Linked DNA regions of Mus musculus: all the other regions are linked to region 3. Evidence: chromatin contacts called from public HiCAR-type and HiChIP or PLAC-seq data. All regions are on one chromosome and are shown on one strand. Each heading gives the region's core, a stretch centred on a gene start, on an enhancer-like site or on the middle of the called end of the contact. The rest is flanking DNA. Distances are from core to core; before and after follow the strand shown. Region 1 holds the start of Rpl22l1 (ribosomal protein L22 like 1). Region 2 overlaps 1700112D23Rik (RIKEN cDNA 1700112D23 gene). Region 3 holds the start of Fndc3b (fibronectin type III domain containing 3B). Region 4 holds the start of Eif5a2 (eukaryotic translation initiation factor 5A2).

Region 1 (3,427 bases), core at 595-3,094, 1.1 Mb after region 3:
TTACTCGTCTATTTTTTAAAATTTAATTTTTAATTTTTTTACACTCCATATTCCATTTCTTGCCCTCCATCCACCCTCCATCTGCTCCACATCCCACATCTCCTCCCCACCCGGCCCCGTCTCTACGTGGATGTCCCCACGCCCCCCCACCCCCACCCCCACCCCGACCTCTAAACTCCCTGGGGTCTCCAGCCTGTTGGGGGTTAGAGGCATCATCTCTGAATGAACACAGACTGGGAAGTCCTCTACTGTATGTGTGTTGGGGGCCTATATCAGCTGGTATATGCTGCCTGGTTGGTGGTCCAGTGTTTGAGAGATCTTGAGGGTCCAGATTGAGACTGCTGGGCCTCCTACTGTAGAACAGACCCTCTTCTCAGCTTCTTTCAGCCTTCCCTAATTCAACAGGGTTCAGCTGCTTCTGTCCATTGGTTGGGTTCAAATATCTGCATCTGACTCTTTCAGCTGCTTGTTGGGTCTTTTGGAGGGCAGTCATGATAGGATCCTTTTTGTGAACACTCTATACATAGCCTCCCTCAGTAATAGCCCTGGGGCCTCCCCTTGAGCTGGATCCCACTTTGGGTCTGTAGCTGGACCTTCTTTTCCTCAGGCTCCTCTCCATTTCCATCCAGGTAATTCTTTCAGACAGGAACAATTATGGGTCAGAGGTGTGACTGTGGGATGGCAACCCCATCCCTCACTTGTTGTCCTGTATTCCTGCTGGAGGTGGGCTCTAAAAGTTCCTCTCCCTACTGTAGGGTGTTTCATCTAAGGTTCCTCCCTTTGAGTCCTGGGAGTCTCTCATCTCCTTTAAATAATTGGCTTAAGTGGTTATTGTTATGACACAGAAAGTTGCCAAAGATAAGCAAAACAAAAATTTTAAATGTCAATTAATGGCCTATTTTCAAAATATCTAATGATCATTTTGATCTGCAGAACAGGAAGCCCTTTAGGAAGAAATGTCAACCCTGGCCCCTGCCTGAACATTTGGAACGAAAAGTTTTTGTGATTCTTAAGGCAAAAAGATTTTAAAATTTAATGAAATTGATTTCTTCTAAAACCTCAGCACCACTAGCACCATACCCTACACTGTATTAACGCCTATTACCGATCGCTTGGATAGAACACAACTCTTACATTCTAGGGCCTTTTCCAAATCAACAACTAAAGTCCATCCCATCTCCTGTCCCTAAATACTAGAGTTTCACACTAACAGAAACGTATACTACTGAACACCAACAGCCTCACCACTTTTCTGACCTGGCGTCAATTACAACCGCTCAAAATTCAAATGCTTTTTTACTTTCTGTCATCAAGGTACGTCCATCCTAGTGTACTTTGTAAACATTGATAGTTAGGTTTCAGCAGATTGTGAGTCAGTAAGTAGAAAGTACAATAAATTATGCCTATCCAATAAACCCAAAGTGTACTCAACTTGTTCTTCTCAGAAGGACATCCTCTACCTTAAAAGCTAGGCAAAGCATAGAACTTTTTCTCTGGAGGACTATAATCGCAACATAATAGAGACGATCATAAAGCAACATTGAGAGTCTGCCTTGCCCTGAATTATAACAGATAACTCCTGCATCCCTTGAACTTACTCCACTCTGGTTTGTAAGTTTGCAAAGTCCACAGCCAGAGCAGAGAATCAGTCGGCTCCGGCTTCCCACTCGAAGACGCAGGCGGAAACCAAACGCCAGGGCATCCCCGCCCCCCAACGCCACGCCTCCGTTTCCTAGGTGACTGCCAAGCACTCCGTGCATATCCGGTTCCGAGTTGCGTATTTCGCACGCTCTGCGTATGACGCAGCACGTTTTTATATAAAAGCGTGCGTGCGGCGCAAGCCCGTTCTCTTCCCACGGCTGCAGCTCAACATGGCGCCGGTGAGTGCGCGCGCGTGTGCGGGGCTCGGGTATTACAGGTAGCTATTGCGTCTAGCGAGCGGGAGCGCCGCAGGAGAGAAGGCGGTGGGAAGAGAGTCGGCCTGGCGGCTCGACTGGGACGATAGAATCCGGGTTGCGGAGCCGTCCGTGAGTGCCGTGCGGCCTGCGCGGCGGGAGCCGGGCCCGCGACTAGCTTAGTATCGGCGGGCGCGGTCGGTCTCTGGGCCTCTGGGTTTCTCCATGGCCTGTGGTCACCCTGTCAACGGAAGAGAGCCTAAGTGGCCAGGTCCGCGGTTGCAATGACGTTAGCAGTTTGAAGAGCGTGGTTTAAACATTTGGAAAGTCACTATAACCAAAATTGTTAAAAATAAGGTTGCTGAGTAAGGATTCAAAACTGAGTGACGTCTGATGGCCCCATCGGGACTGCCTGTTCACTGCACGGCAGTGAGCGAGTCCACCCCGTCATTCACTCAAATGCCAGTTCCGGGTTTGCGATAATTGGAGGGTGGTGAAGGTATTATTAATTGGTAGCCATTTAGGTGACTCTGTTTGGACCAATTACAATAAAGCATAAAGAGACCCATTACCCTAAAAATGGTGTTTTAAGTTCAGATAAAACTTGAAAAGCACCCAGGTGGGTGTTTTAATTTGAAATTGGAAATAACATCAGTTACAGTAGGAAGCAGTTCTTCATAATCAAGCAAGATTTCTCTACTAAAATAAGCTTACACTTGGAAGGTACTTAACTGGAAATGATGACGTTTCATGGGAATTGAAACATTGGTTTAAACCAAGCTAATGAGTAACCTTTACATAGAGCACAGGCTCCTTCAGGTGTTGGTCAAGTCTGTGTATAACCCATTATACCAGATGTATGCTGAGTTGGTAATTTTTTTCTTGGGAATTCAGTGTCTAAGCTGAATAAACTGCTTTAATGGCATCATAATTATGTCTAGCAGAAAGACAAGAAGCCTAAGAAGTCCACCTGGAGGTTTCATTTGGACCTTACTCATCCAGTAGAAGATGGAATTTTTGACTCTGGAAATTTTGTAAGTGTCTTACTGTGATTGCATAGTTGTTGGCATTTAAATGTAGTACTTGATATTAACCTAAGCTGTGCTCCTAGGGTACCTTCCCTAGTGACCATCTAGGGTTTCCTTCCCTAGTTTTGCATTCTTTCTGTTTGAAAATAGGAACAGTTTCTACGGGAGAAGGTTAAAGTCAATGGAAAAACTGGAAATCTTGGCAATGTTGTTCACATTGAACGCCTGAAGAATAAAATCACAGTTGTTTCTGAGAAACAGTTCTCCAAAAGGTCTGTTCTTCTGTTTTTACGTTGTGGTGGGATGTCTCGTAGGCATTAGTCTGCGAAAATGGCTGTTAGTCTGTTTAAAGGTGTTTGCATATGAGTCAGGATGACTCTTGCTGTCTATTTCATTTCATAAATGGGGAATATTAGTATATTTTGAGTCAACAGACAGCAGATTTCATGGTGTGTTGTACTAGGGGGTTGAGAGGCTGCTCTTGTCCTGGTTGCTTCTTAAAAC
Region 2 (3,276 bases), core at 183-2,682, 1.0 Mb after region 3:
CACCCTCTAAGTATGTATCTCTCCGCCCAGGGTAAGTGGGGCTTTGGGTTCTTAGCAGAGAAGCTTCTCCTGCAGTGGGTGGTGGCTAACACAAAACCTCACAAGGAGTCGAAACACAGTATCCGTATCCGTAGAATACCCGGCCACAAACGGGACATCTATCTTTCTGCCCGAGAGCTGTAAGCCAGGCTCCAGTAAAGCTTCCTCCTTTGTACTTGCTCCTGTGTTCTAGAGGTCTCTCTCAATCTAGACTGTTCTCACTACTTTTCAAGCCTCCCGTGACACTAAAGTTCCTGGGGGTCAGCCATCTTGTAAAATGGCCCAATCTTTGGATCTGTCCAGTCATCCCCTTGATTAAATCAGTATGGGATGTTTTGTCAAGAATCTTCCACAACTGAGTTTTTGAATTTCTTACTGCAGCATCTCACAAAACGCAGCACTCGACTGCTCTACTTTGGGTGCTGCTACTTGGTCACCTGGCTAAGGTGTGACTTCAAAACTTGTAAACTAGTGTCCTAAGAGGTGTGTCACATAGAGAATATGACACCTAACATTTTTTATACAGGGTTTACCATGTGTTGATGAATCTTGGCTTGAGTCAGTTGTAACAGTGGGGATTGGGAAACAGCAGTTTTCTATTAATGGCATTCCTTTAAGACACATGGTCAACCCAAAACAGATTAGCCTACCTATAAACCAGGATGATAAAACAGAGCAGACAACTGTGGTATTGACGATACTCTAAGCATCCTTGGCAAAATCTATTCTCCTGACAAAAGAAAAACATTAGAACTAGGTATATTGTGTCTAATCCCATCAATATTATAATCCCAAGATTATTTAATGTACTGCACATGTACATGTACTATAAAACACAGCAAATGAATACATTCTTCTCAAGTGCACATAAAATGAGGTAAAGAAAAATGTTATGACACATTGTACTTGAAAACAGTGGCGATCACAGTGGCCTCTGGGACAGGGGTTTACTTTAGCAAACCTTGGGAGATGGGAGTAATTATCAAATAGATGTGTGTGATTGTTTTCTTTTATCTAAAACTGACAACTTTCTCCTACACTTTCAGTGACAAACATTTTGTTATGATATAAGCGAATTAATCTGTTTTAATAGCAACTAATTTTCCATATCCTGCTCAAAAAGCTTTTTCCTACCCACAAAGACAATTTAAATATATTTAAATTTTTTACATTATATTTAAATTTTTTTATAGGTTTATGTATAAGGTTTATGTGTGGTTGGTCTCCATTTCTGTATTTGATGTGAAACAGGCACTAAGGTTTTTTTGTGGATATTCAGTAATTACAAAATTATTAGTTGAAAGCATTGCCCTAAGAGAGTTGGGAAAACGGCTCAGCAGTTGTTTCCTGCAGAGGTGTCAGGCAGTTTACAAGCCTGTAACTGCAGCTCCAGGGAAATCCATGCCTCTCTCAAAGTCCCTGTACTCACAGGCACAAGCCCACTTACACTCTGAGGCTGCAGACAGGACTCAGGAGTTAAAGCACTCACTGCTCTTGCGGGGACCCAGGTTCAGTTCTAAAGACCTTCATGCTCCCTGCTGGCCTCTGCAGACACTGTACAAATGTGATGCGCATTCAAACAAAACACTCAGACACATAAAATAAAAAGTACATTTGATATGTAGTTTAAAAAAGGAACTGTTTTGGCAGGCCTGGAGAGATGGCGCAGAGGTTAAGAGCACTGTCTGTTCTTCCAGAGGTCATGAGTTCAATTCCCAGCAACCACATGGTGGCTCACAACCACCTGTAAAGGGATCTAATGCCTTCTTTTGCTGTGTCTGAAGACAGCTATAGTGTACTCATATACATTAAAAAAAAAACAAAAGTTGTTCTAGTAGCTTTCTTCAAAATACGTGGATGGGGCATGTTCTCTTTGTATTGCTTCAGTGCCAAGTCCTGCTTTGCTATGCGTAAGGGACATGGAACAGAGCCAACCGTGTGTGGGCCTCCACAAGTGTCGATGGTTGCTGTGGGTATAAGGCTCGTTTGTATAATAATGTACATAGTTTGTACATTATTTAGATTATGACTCCATGATTATCAGAGACAGCAAGAGTCTGGGAAGTGAGGGTGCATCTAATGTCTCAGCAAACTGACATCTTCAGGACAGCTCTCAAGGCTGTGGGAAAGAATGTTGAAAACATGAGTTCTAAACTACATAATTTCTCAACTATGCAAAATATAAGGATGCAATATGAATTGTAGAAGGAGCTTCAGAGATCTAAAGGAACAGAGGCAGCTGCACTATGAGCCAGCTGGTCAGAAAGATACTAAGGAAGGAGATAAAGAGATTTAGGGAGTAGTGATCACAGGGCAAGATCCCACCCAACTAAGGTGTTTTTTGTTGTTGTTGTTGCTGCTGCTGCTGCTGTTTATGCTTACAAAGGCAAGCAGATTCCTGAGTTCAAGGTCACCCTGGGATGGAGGGAATTTTGGTCCTGGCCCAGGTGTGGTAGGAATGGTAAGTTCAGGGTAGGGTCCCACCCAGGTATAGTAATTGTCTGTGCTTGTGCTTGCTGTTGCTTTCTAGGATTCAAGAAGCTGGGGCCTTGGGATGCTGATTAATGGGATAATCAAAAGGGAATCTGGGGTGATGACTGAATGGATATGTAAATAAAAGCCTGGGCTTCTGATCTGCAAGAAATGAGCTATCTAGAGTTTTTAGAATAGTAAGAGAACGCTAGAGAGAAAGAGATTCATCTCGAGCAGAACATAGGCCCTCAACTTGTAACCCACAATTTGACTTTGAGTCATCTGTCTCACTGCTCCCAGACACTCCTTCTCTCAGGAACTCCTCTCTCCAAGCCAAGGCTGGCCCTTGGCATTTCAGTCACCTGTCAATCTATATCACAATCATACTCTCTATTACCTTATAAAAAATCTTAAAGCTAAGCAGAAAACTTTCCAATTTGTTCCTTTTCAAGATTTTTTAATGTTTTAGATCTTCAGTAACCTGAAATAAATTTTGGAAAGTATTTGCTAATTCTACACAAAGCTTGGTGGAATTAAGACTAGAATTATATTTAATCTATTACAAGTGTGGACAGAACTGACATTTTAACAATATTAATTCCTCTAATCTACCAACATGAGGTGTATTTCTATGTAAATAACCTTTAGCTTTTTTTTTTTTTGATTTCTCAAAGTCTTGGATGACTTTATTAAATTAATTCCTAAGTACTTCTGTTTTGATGTTATTATAAATAAAATTAAATTTCCATCAATAGCAATATTGCT
Region 3 (3,572 bases), core at 45-2,544:
CCGGTTGGCCCTCCTGGCCAGAAGCATGTCCAGGGACTTTACCCTCTTCAACAGCTGCTCCCAGGGAGCCAGGAAATTTACTGAACCCAGTCTTTACTGCATCCACAGTCAGCCTCCAACGAGGAGCGAACCAACAGCCCCCACACCAGTCACAAAACCAGGTCAGAGTTGCTATGCATGCATGCGCTGTGTGGCATAACTCAAGTTCCCAGGGTCCCAGCCGATACTTGGAGATGCGGGAGCGCCACGCACTCAAATCTGAACAGAGCAGTGAAATTTTGCTCAAAACCTGACTTTCTTTTGTACTGTTTTGTTGTTGTTTTAAAAAAGAATGTTATTCCAGAATGGATTCCTTTTCTTCCGGGTCTGTCTGCTCCTACTAACTCTCTGCCACAACCAGGGTGCCTCCCCTTTCCCAATGCCCCACCTCTTGCCACATTTATAAAAAAAAGAAAAAAAAATGGCACATTCCCTCTCCCCTAGCTTCTCCTAGTAAGGCCTGGAAACTGGAGGAAATTCAAATCAAATTAGTTGCACATTAAAAAATAAACAGACAAGCAATCAAGGGTGCCCACCCAACAAAAGCCCTCGCCAGTTCCAAAATATGATTAAGCCTGGGAGGGAAGAGGGGGAGGGGGACTAGCCGGGATGGAGATAAACGTGTGCATTTTTGGCCCCAGCGTCAGCCTCATCGCGGCCAAATTCTACATTTTGTTTAAAGAAAACGCTGGGCCTGAGAGAAAAGAAAATAAAAAGTTGTAACTTTTAAGGAAGTCTGCAATCCGCACTGTCTGGATAAAATGCCAGTGCTTCCTTCGTCTGGGATCGCCGGGTGGGAGCCGAGATTCGAAAAATCTCCAACCCCAGCCGTTCTCTCCGGGAAGGCGCCCGGCCAGCGGCGCCGCCCGGCGGCCCAGCCAGGTCTCCCGGGACGCTCGCAGAGTCCCCCAGGCTCCCCAGGCCGGGCGCTGGGGACGCTAGGCGGTCACGGCCCCGGGCCCCGGGCCCCGCTTTCCGCGAGGACTGACAGGCCCTTCCCACGGCAGCTCGTTCCTGCCTGCCATCCGAACCAGACGGTCCCCGCGGCCCGCCCAGCCCGCCCGCCGCCTCGGGGCGCGGATTCCACCCGCTGGGTCTCCCGGCCGCCCCACCCCCGGCAGGGGCGCCCCTCGAGCCTGACCGACTGACCCGCGCTCCGCTGGCCCACACGCACCGGGTCGTCCTCTGCTTCCCGCCGCGCCCCGCTCCCCCGCCCGAGCCTGCAGCCGCCTGGCTCGCCGAGTCCAGCCGCGGCCGCCGGTTCCCGCCCCCAGCCCGGGGGGAGCCCAGGGGGCAGGACGGGGAGGGAGGACGTGGCGCGCAGAGGTGGCCAGAGGCGGGCGGGGAGTGTCCCCAAGAGGCCCCGGCGGGGGCGGGGGCGACCGGTCGCCCAGGGACCCTCCCCGCGAGCATCCCGGGTCCCGGGTCACAGCCCGGCACCCCCAAGGGGGCCAAGGCAGCCCCGAATCCCAGCTCTGCGCGCACGCACGCCCTCCTCCCTCCACCATATGGAAATCTACAGCCTCCCAAAGTGACACGTCGAAGATTCCTCGGCCTGGCCGCGCGCCCTCCCCCTCCCAGGCAGCGGTCCTGCCGCGGGGATCTGGGCGGGGGAGCGGATTCCTCGGAGCGACGGCCCGGGGAGGAGGGGAACTGCGAGCCCCGCATCCTCCGCTTTCTTCCCGAGCGAGCGGGGGCTGGAGGGGTCGCCCCCTACCCGGCCGGGAGCTTCGGGCAGCCGAGCGGTCGGGGCGCGACCGGGACTCGGCAGCCAAGTTTTCCTCGGGCATCCCCGAGTGCTCCGGGGCCGGGAGCGCACTCGTGCAGACTCGGAGTCCGGCCGGGCTCCGAAGCGCAGGGACCCGAGAGCGACTGTGGGTGGCACGTCCCCCGGCAGCCCGCCGCCGCTCCCGCACGCCTTACCTCCCCTCAGGCTGAAACGGGGCTCCGGGTGCCCGCAATCCGGGTCGCCCACGCCGTCCCAGCCAGCCGCCCGCGGGATCCCCGCCGTCCCCTGCGCCGCTCCCGCCGCTGCTCTCCGCCGCCTCCTCCGGCCGCCGCCGCTGCTCAAATAACTACCAGGAGGGTTTGATGGGGGATTCCGCCATGTCAATGATGTCGGGACCACATGGGGATTCGGGCCCCGCCCACTGCCGTAAGCCTCCCAGTACACGCGCAACTACAAGAGCAAGCTCGCGGTAGCTCGGCGAGGCCTCCCTTTACCATAAGCCAAGCCAGGCTACACACAGCGGGGCTTCTCTTGTCTGAGCTGAAGAGAACTGGGAGACTCTGAATGAGATTCTGGAATCATCACTGCAAATGCAGTATTTGCTCAGTAATTACTAAAGCTGACTTGTTATTTTTCACTTATAACACATATTTCCTTTTCCAATTGTAATTCCCAGAAGAATCTTTCAGTGATTTTTTTTTTATTCTTTTAACTTCCCACAGCATTTTGCATAAGCAAATTTTATGATACCAAAATTTAAATGTCTATTGTCCCTTTCAGTTCCGGCTAGACATCTTTACTCGAAAGACTAAAGACAGTTCCTTCTAGTTTTTATTAATATTTAGTTTGGGCATACTTTATTTCTATTGTAAAAATGAATGTGTGTGTGACCTCAGGTATACACATGCCATGGTTTTTGTGTGAGTTTTAGAAACTTAAAAGTCCTGTCTACCTTACACGGGTTCTGGGACTCCAACTCTGGTTGTCAGACACGGTGGGCAAGTGTCTTTACACACTGAGCTATCTTGTTGCCCCTAAAGACTGTTTCTTGTCATTTATCTGGATTGTATGTGTCAAATGCAAAAGGATCTACTAGCTATCGATTGTGTATGAATTAAATATATACTATATTCCTGCTGCATAGGCTCTGTCAAAGATTAAGGGGTTGTGCCATACTGCCCGCAAATTAAAAAAAAAAAATTTCTAGAAGCAGGGATATTAGATCAAATAATTTACCCTCCTCTGTTACTTAGTTATTCTGAATAATTCCACCAGCATCTACTATTATAGTGTTCCACAAAGACCAAAAGGGTTCTGTCACTCTTGTTGTACATAAAAACAGGAAATACTACTTTATTAAAACCCAAGCAAACATATGAACCCTAACAAACAGTTCTTTTCCTCATGGGATTTACAATTCTCTTTTATTTTTAAGATAGTGAGTGCAGCCAAGCTGAACCCTCTCTCCTCAGTGACACTTTTCATGTCAATGTCCCCAAAGGGCTCTTGTACCCATCGTTCTAAAATACAACTCTAATCTTAGATCTTAGCCCTATCTGGGAAGGAAACATGCTTTCAAAGCAGTGGGTTCCCCAATGCCCACAGAGCTCAGCTCCCTTGCTTCAAGATCTAGCCATGCAGTCTGAGTTTGGACCAATGCCTCTCCATCTTCCCCTAGCCAAGCCCTTCAGCCTAGTTTAGCTCCCGGAGCTCTCAGAGGCACTCCTGACCCTTGTGCATGCCTTCTTCCTCCTCTCTGTCCAATGTCATCTTACTCATCCCAACTCGGCCCCTCCCAGCCTCC
Region 4 (3,249 bases), core at 198-2,697, 1.1 Mb after region 3:
AGTCACTGTATTTGTCGAATTAAATAGTCATTTGGGTCCACATACAAATCTTACATGAATATGGTGATAGACAAAGAAGTGATTTCAACTTTGATTATGAGTGGCTCTTATACCCTGCCTTATTGTCCTGCCCAGCCTTTCCCCATAATTCAAAATGAGGAGTAAAAGAGTAACTGTTAATAGTTGGGAAGGTCTGGCTGGGTGTAAGGTAGGGGTGAAAAAGAGGGCTGATGACCAAAAGGCACAGAAAATTTTGGAACGTGATAATATTCTACTATATCCTGACAATGGAGGTGATCGTACATCTGATTTCCTTTTTCAAGCCTCTTAAATCTTATTTCATATATATTCTAACATTAACCTTAGTTTAAACAAAAACTTTAGTAGTCAAGATTTAATAATAGAGATGAAACAGTACACTATGTAATTCTTACTTAAGTATTAGCAGGAGCAATAGTAACAACAACAATAGGGAAAAGCAGAGGGAACTCAGAAGCCAGGGGTCCTAATTCGGCTCTTTCTGTAACAAGAGGCAGAGTTTACTTTATGGAAGCCATGTGCTTATTGCTTCTAGACAACACAAATGAAATGTGTTCTGCATATACGTGTAAGTGACTATGAGACTAGATTTGTTTATAGGACAGCAATACCAAATCACTGAACAACATGAACTGGGTTGTGGGGTGGTCAGTTAATTACCTTGATTCTTTCCAAGGTGAGAGATGAAGCTATGATAAAACTGTGAAAGGAAAGCACACTTCTCGAGAATCTTTGTCTTTAATCATTTAACAACAAAAACAAAAACAAAACCTCAAACTCTAGGGCACACCGATGCCAGGAAGATCAAAGGTCACCGTAGAGTCTCGGGTACATGGGATTTCCCGCCCCTGAGAACACTGCTGACTTCACCAGCACCTCGTCATAGTGTCTGGAGTCCTCTGAGGATCTACAATGCAGAATCATGAAATAGCATACCACACCTAGCACTCTTCGAGCTCCAAGCACGGATTCCAGCCCCAAGGAGGGCTGCAAGCTGTACCAGAAGCTTGAATCAAAGTTCCACTCCACCAACACTCGGGACTCTTGCAAAATCAGCAGGACTTGAGAGTTTGAAGACCATTAAGTGACAGCATCCACGCACCTGCGTGCTAGGGCCCAGAGCAAGCTACCTGGTCCTAATAGTCGTCCCCAAGGTCAACTGGGCGCCGAACTGAAGATGAGGATGCATCTCGCCCGGGAACACTGCGAAGCTTCAAACAGTCGACTGCAGGCAGCTCTGCACGCCGGAAGTGCACTAATCCGCAGCACGTGGGGTTGCCAGGGCGAGCTTCACGTGACGGGGCGGGACCTCGGGAAGCTTCGAGCCAATGGGCGACCTGGAGGCGGGGCCTGTGGCGCGCCGGGGCCTATCCCGGAAGTGTGGTCGCGGCGGGGCGGGCCCGGGCTGGGCGGGCCGGGGCGGGGAGCCGGGTGTGGGAAGCGTGGCGGCCCCGCCCCGTCTCCTGGACCAGCCGCGGCCGCCAGCGCCGCCGCAGCCGCAGGGACCGGCGGACGCAGCAAAGGCGTGCGGTGCGGGGCCGGAAGGTGAAGACCTGGGGCCGGGTCGGCGGGGCGGCGGGGGATGCAGCCGGTGATGCTGGGGTCCGGGCGAGGGGAGGAGCCGAGATGCTTGGGAACTGGAGGGCGGCAAGCGCGGGACCGCCGGAGCTAGGGCCCTTTACCGCTGGGCCGAACCGGGATGCCAGGGCGGCGCCGCTGCGGGTCCTAGGCGCACTGAGGGCCAGGTGCAACCGGCCGGGTGCTCCTGTCCCAGTCTTCCCCGAACCTGCGGCCTGGCTGATACCTTGGCAGCGGGGATGGGACGGAGGGAGGCGCCGGGCCCCGCATCCCGGCGCAGGAAGGTCGTGGGCACTTCTTGCGGTGGGGTGGTGGGGACTGGACCTGCCGGCTGGGCGCTGGTGTCGCCTTCACTCTCCGGCGAGCTCTTCTGCGGCTCCTTTCCCCACCTCCCACCAAGGGCTGGAAAAGTTTTCAGAGGCCTGAATGGCAAAGTATACTCCACTCAGAGTGGGTGTTCTATAAATGCAAACATAACGGGCTAGTGATGCTCGGCTACCTGTCTTCAAAATGAGACATAACCCCGCCTGCATGCCGGTTATTAAAACGCAAACAAACTTTTCGCATAGTTCCCTCAGAAAAACCGCACATCTCCCCAGTCCACCATGGCAGACGAAATTGATTTCACTACTGGAGATGCAGGGGCTTCCAGCACTTATCCTATGCAGTGCTCAGCCCTGCGCAAAAACGGCTTCGTCGTGCTCAAAGGGCGACCATGCAAAATCGTGGAGATGTCAACTTCCAAGACTGGGAAGCATGGTCATGCCAAGGTAGGCCCTTCCAAGTCATTTTTTGGCTTCACCGTTAAGATCATTCGTGTTCCATTCTACATCGTGAGGTTTCTATATTGAAAAATAACTTTTTTTCCTTCCCCTCAGTCTCTTGAATGGTCAGACATTACTCTCAGTAAAGCTCTCCATTTAATCGGACCCTTAGAATGTTTCATTAACTGGAAACTAAAACTTTTTTAAATCCGTGTTTAGTAGAAACAAGCCTGTTCTTCTAATTCTAAGAGACTTGGTTTTCACTTTCTGTGGACTCTTGTTAATTGACTTGCTGACGTGTGTGGTGTGTTGAGTTTTGATGCCATGAAACTGTTCGGGTTTTGGGTACTTACTGAATCTCGTTCTGTGTCACTGCAACTTTTTTTAAAGAAAGTAAGATGACCTTGGAAGAGGTGAAAGGCTCCATTACAGTCAGAGCTGGGATTGTGCTGCTGTGTAGGGAGTGACATAGCTGACAGAGATTAAACATGTTTCCTGTGGTTCTCTCCTCTGTCAGGTACACCTTGTTGGAATTGACATTTTCACTGGCAAAAAATATGAAGACATTTGTCCTTCTACTCACAACATGGATGTTCCAAATATTAAGAGAAACGATTATCAAGTAAGTACTGATTTCTTTAACAGCATTTCAGAAGTGTATAAACACCCTCTTTAGTAGTAGTTTGACAAGACTTGAGAGTAGTTTTATAGAGTATATTCCTTACCAGTTACTAGACTCCACTTATCTTACAGATTAGAGAAATAGTGCTTTGTTTAGTTCTGTTGTTGTTGTTGTTAATATTCTGTGCCTTTTTCTGTTGTGAAGTAGGAGATCATAGGTCTCAGGCTGGCCTTGAACTCACTATTC

Evidence for each region. HiCAR-type assays count read pairs that join an accessible place to other places. HiChIP or PLAC-seq counts read pairs in DNA pulled down with a chosen protein or histone mark.
Region 1: a contact with region 3 is called in a HiCAR-type map of astrocytes, with 2.9 times the contacts expected there. The contact joins the promoter of Rpl22l1 here to the promoter of Fndc3b in region 3. A contact is called at or near these places in 10 of 39 promoter capture datasets (3T3-L1-derived adipocytes, the C10 cell line, cranial neural crest and 6 more) and 1 of 115 datasets of contacts at active chromatin or transcription factors (astrocytes).
Region 2: an H3K4me3 HiChIP or PLAC-seq map of embryonic limb bud shows a contact between it and region 3, with 4 times the contacts expected there. The contact joins the enhancer-like site here to the promoter of Fndc3b in region 3. A contact is called at or near these places in 5 of 39 promoter capture datasets (cranial neural crest, frontonasal cranial neural crest, hippocampal neurons and 2 more), 5 of 484 Hi-C or Micro-C datasets (the N1E-115 cell line, cortical neurons, cranial neural crest and 2 more), 7 of 115 datasets of contacts at active chromatin or transcription factors (the NIH/3T3 cell line, astrocytes, embryonic forebrain and 4 more) and 1 of 9 other capture datasets (liver).
Region 4: a contact with region 3 is called in a HiCAR-type map of astrocytes, with 3 times the contacts expected there. The contact joins the promoter of Eif5a2 here to the promoter of Fndc3b in region 3. A contact is called at or near these places in 5 of 39 promoter capture datasets (embryonic stem cells, liver, pre-B cells and 1 more), 1 of 115 datasets of contacts at active chromatin or transcription factors (astrocytes) and 1 of 9 other capture datasets (embryonic stem cells).

The regions. Positions count from the first base shown.
Region 1 is chr3:28,803,664-28,807,090 of GRCm38.p6, forward strand. Rpl22l1 (ribosomal protein L22 like 1) reads left to right here and starts at 1,845. Exons shown (of 4, transcript NM_001347226.2): 1 at 1,845-1,880; 2 at 2,840-2,929; 3 at 3,074-3,195. The coding sequence starts at 1,872. Gm32950 (predicted gene, 32950) reads right to left here and starts at 1,688. Exons shown (of 3, transcript NR_166194.1): 1 at 1,599-1,688.
Region 2 is chr3:28,746,684-28,749,959 of GRCm38.p6, forward strand. All of the region lies in intron 1 of 1700112D23Rik (RIKEN cDNA 1700112D23 gene), which reads right to left. Among named protein-coding and RNA genes, the nearest start is that of 1700112D23Rik, 33 kb to the right of the region's middle. Within about 2 kb of position 1,433, at least 4 of the 459 cell types and tissues checked have an H3K27ac peak or open chromatin away from gene starts, as enhancers often do. A contact at or near this core is called in embryonic limb bud, where this site is marked.
Region 3 is chr3:27,709,158-27,712,729 of GRCm38.p6, forward strand. Fndc3b (fibronectin type III domain containing 3B) reads right to left here and starts at 1,295. Exons shown (of 26, transcript NM_173182.3): 1 at 1,189-1,295.
Region 4 is chr3:28,779,830-28,783,078 of GRCm38.p6, forward strand. It overlaps Eif5a2 (eukaryotic translation initiation factor 5A2), which reads left to right and starts at 1,448. Exons shown (of 5, transcript NM_177586.6): 1 at 1,448-1,584; 2 at 2,187-2,387; 3 at 2,899-3,003. The coding sequence starts at 2,223. It overlaps 1700112D23Rik (RIKEN cDNA 1700112D23 gene), which reads right to left and starts at 1,293. Exons shown (of 3, transcript NR_166152.1): 1 at 1,142-1,293.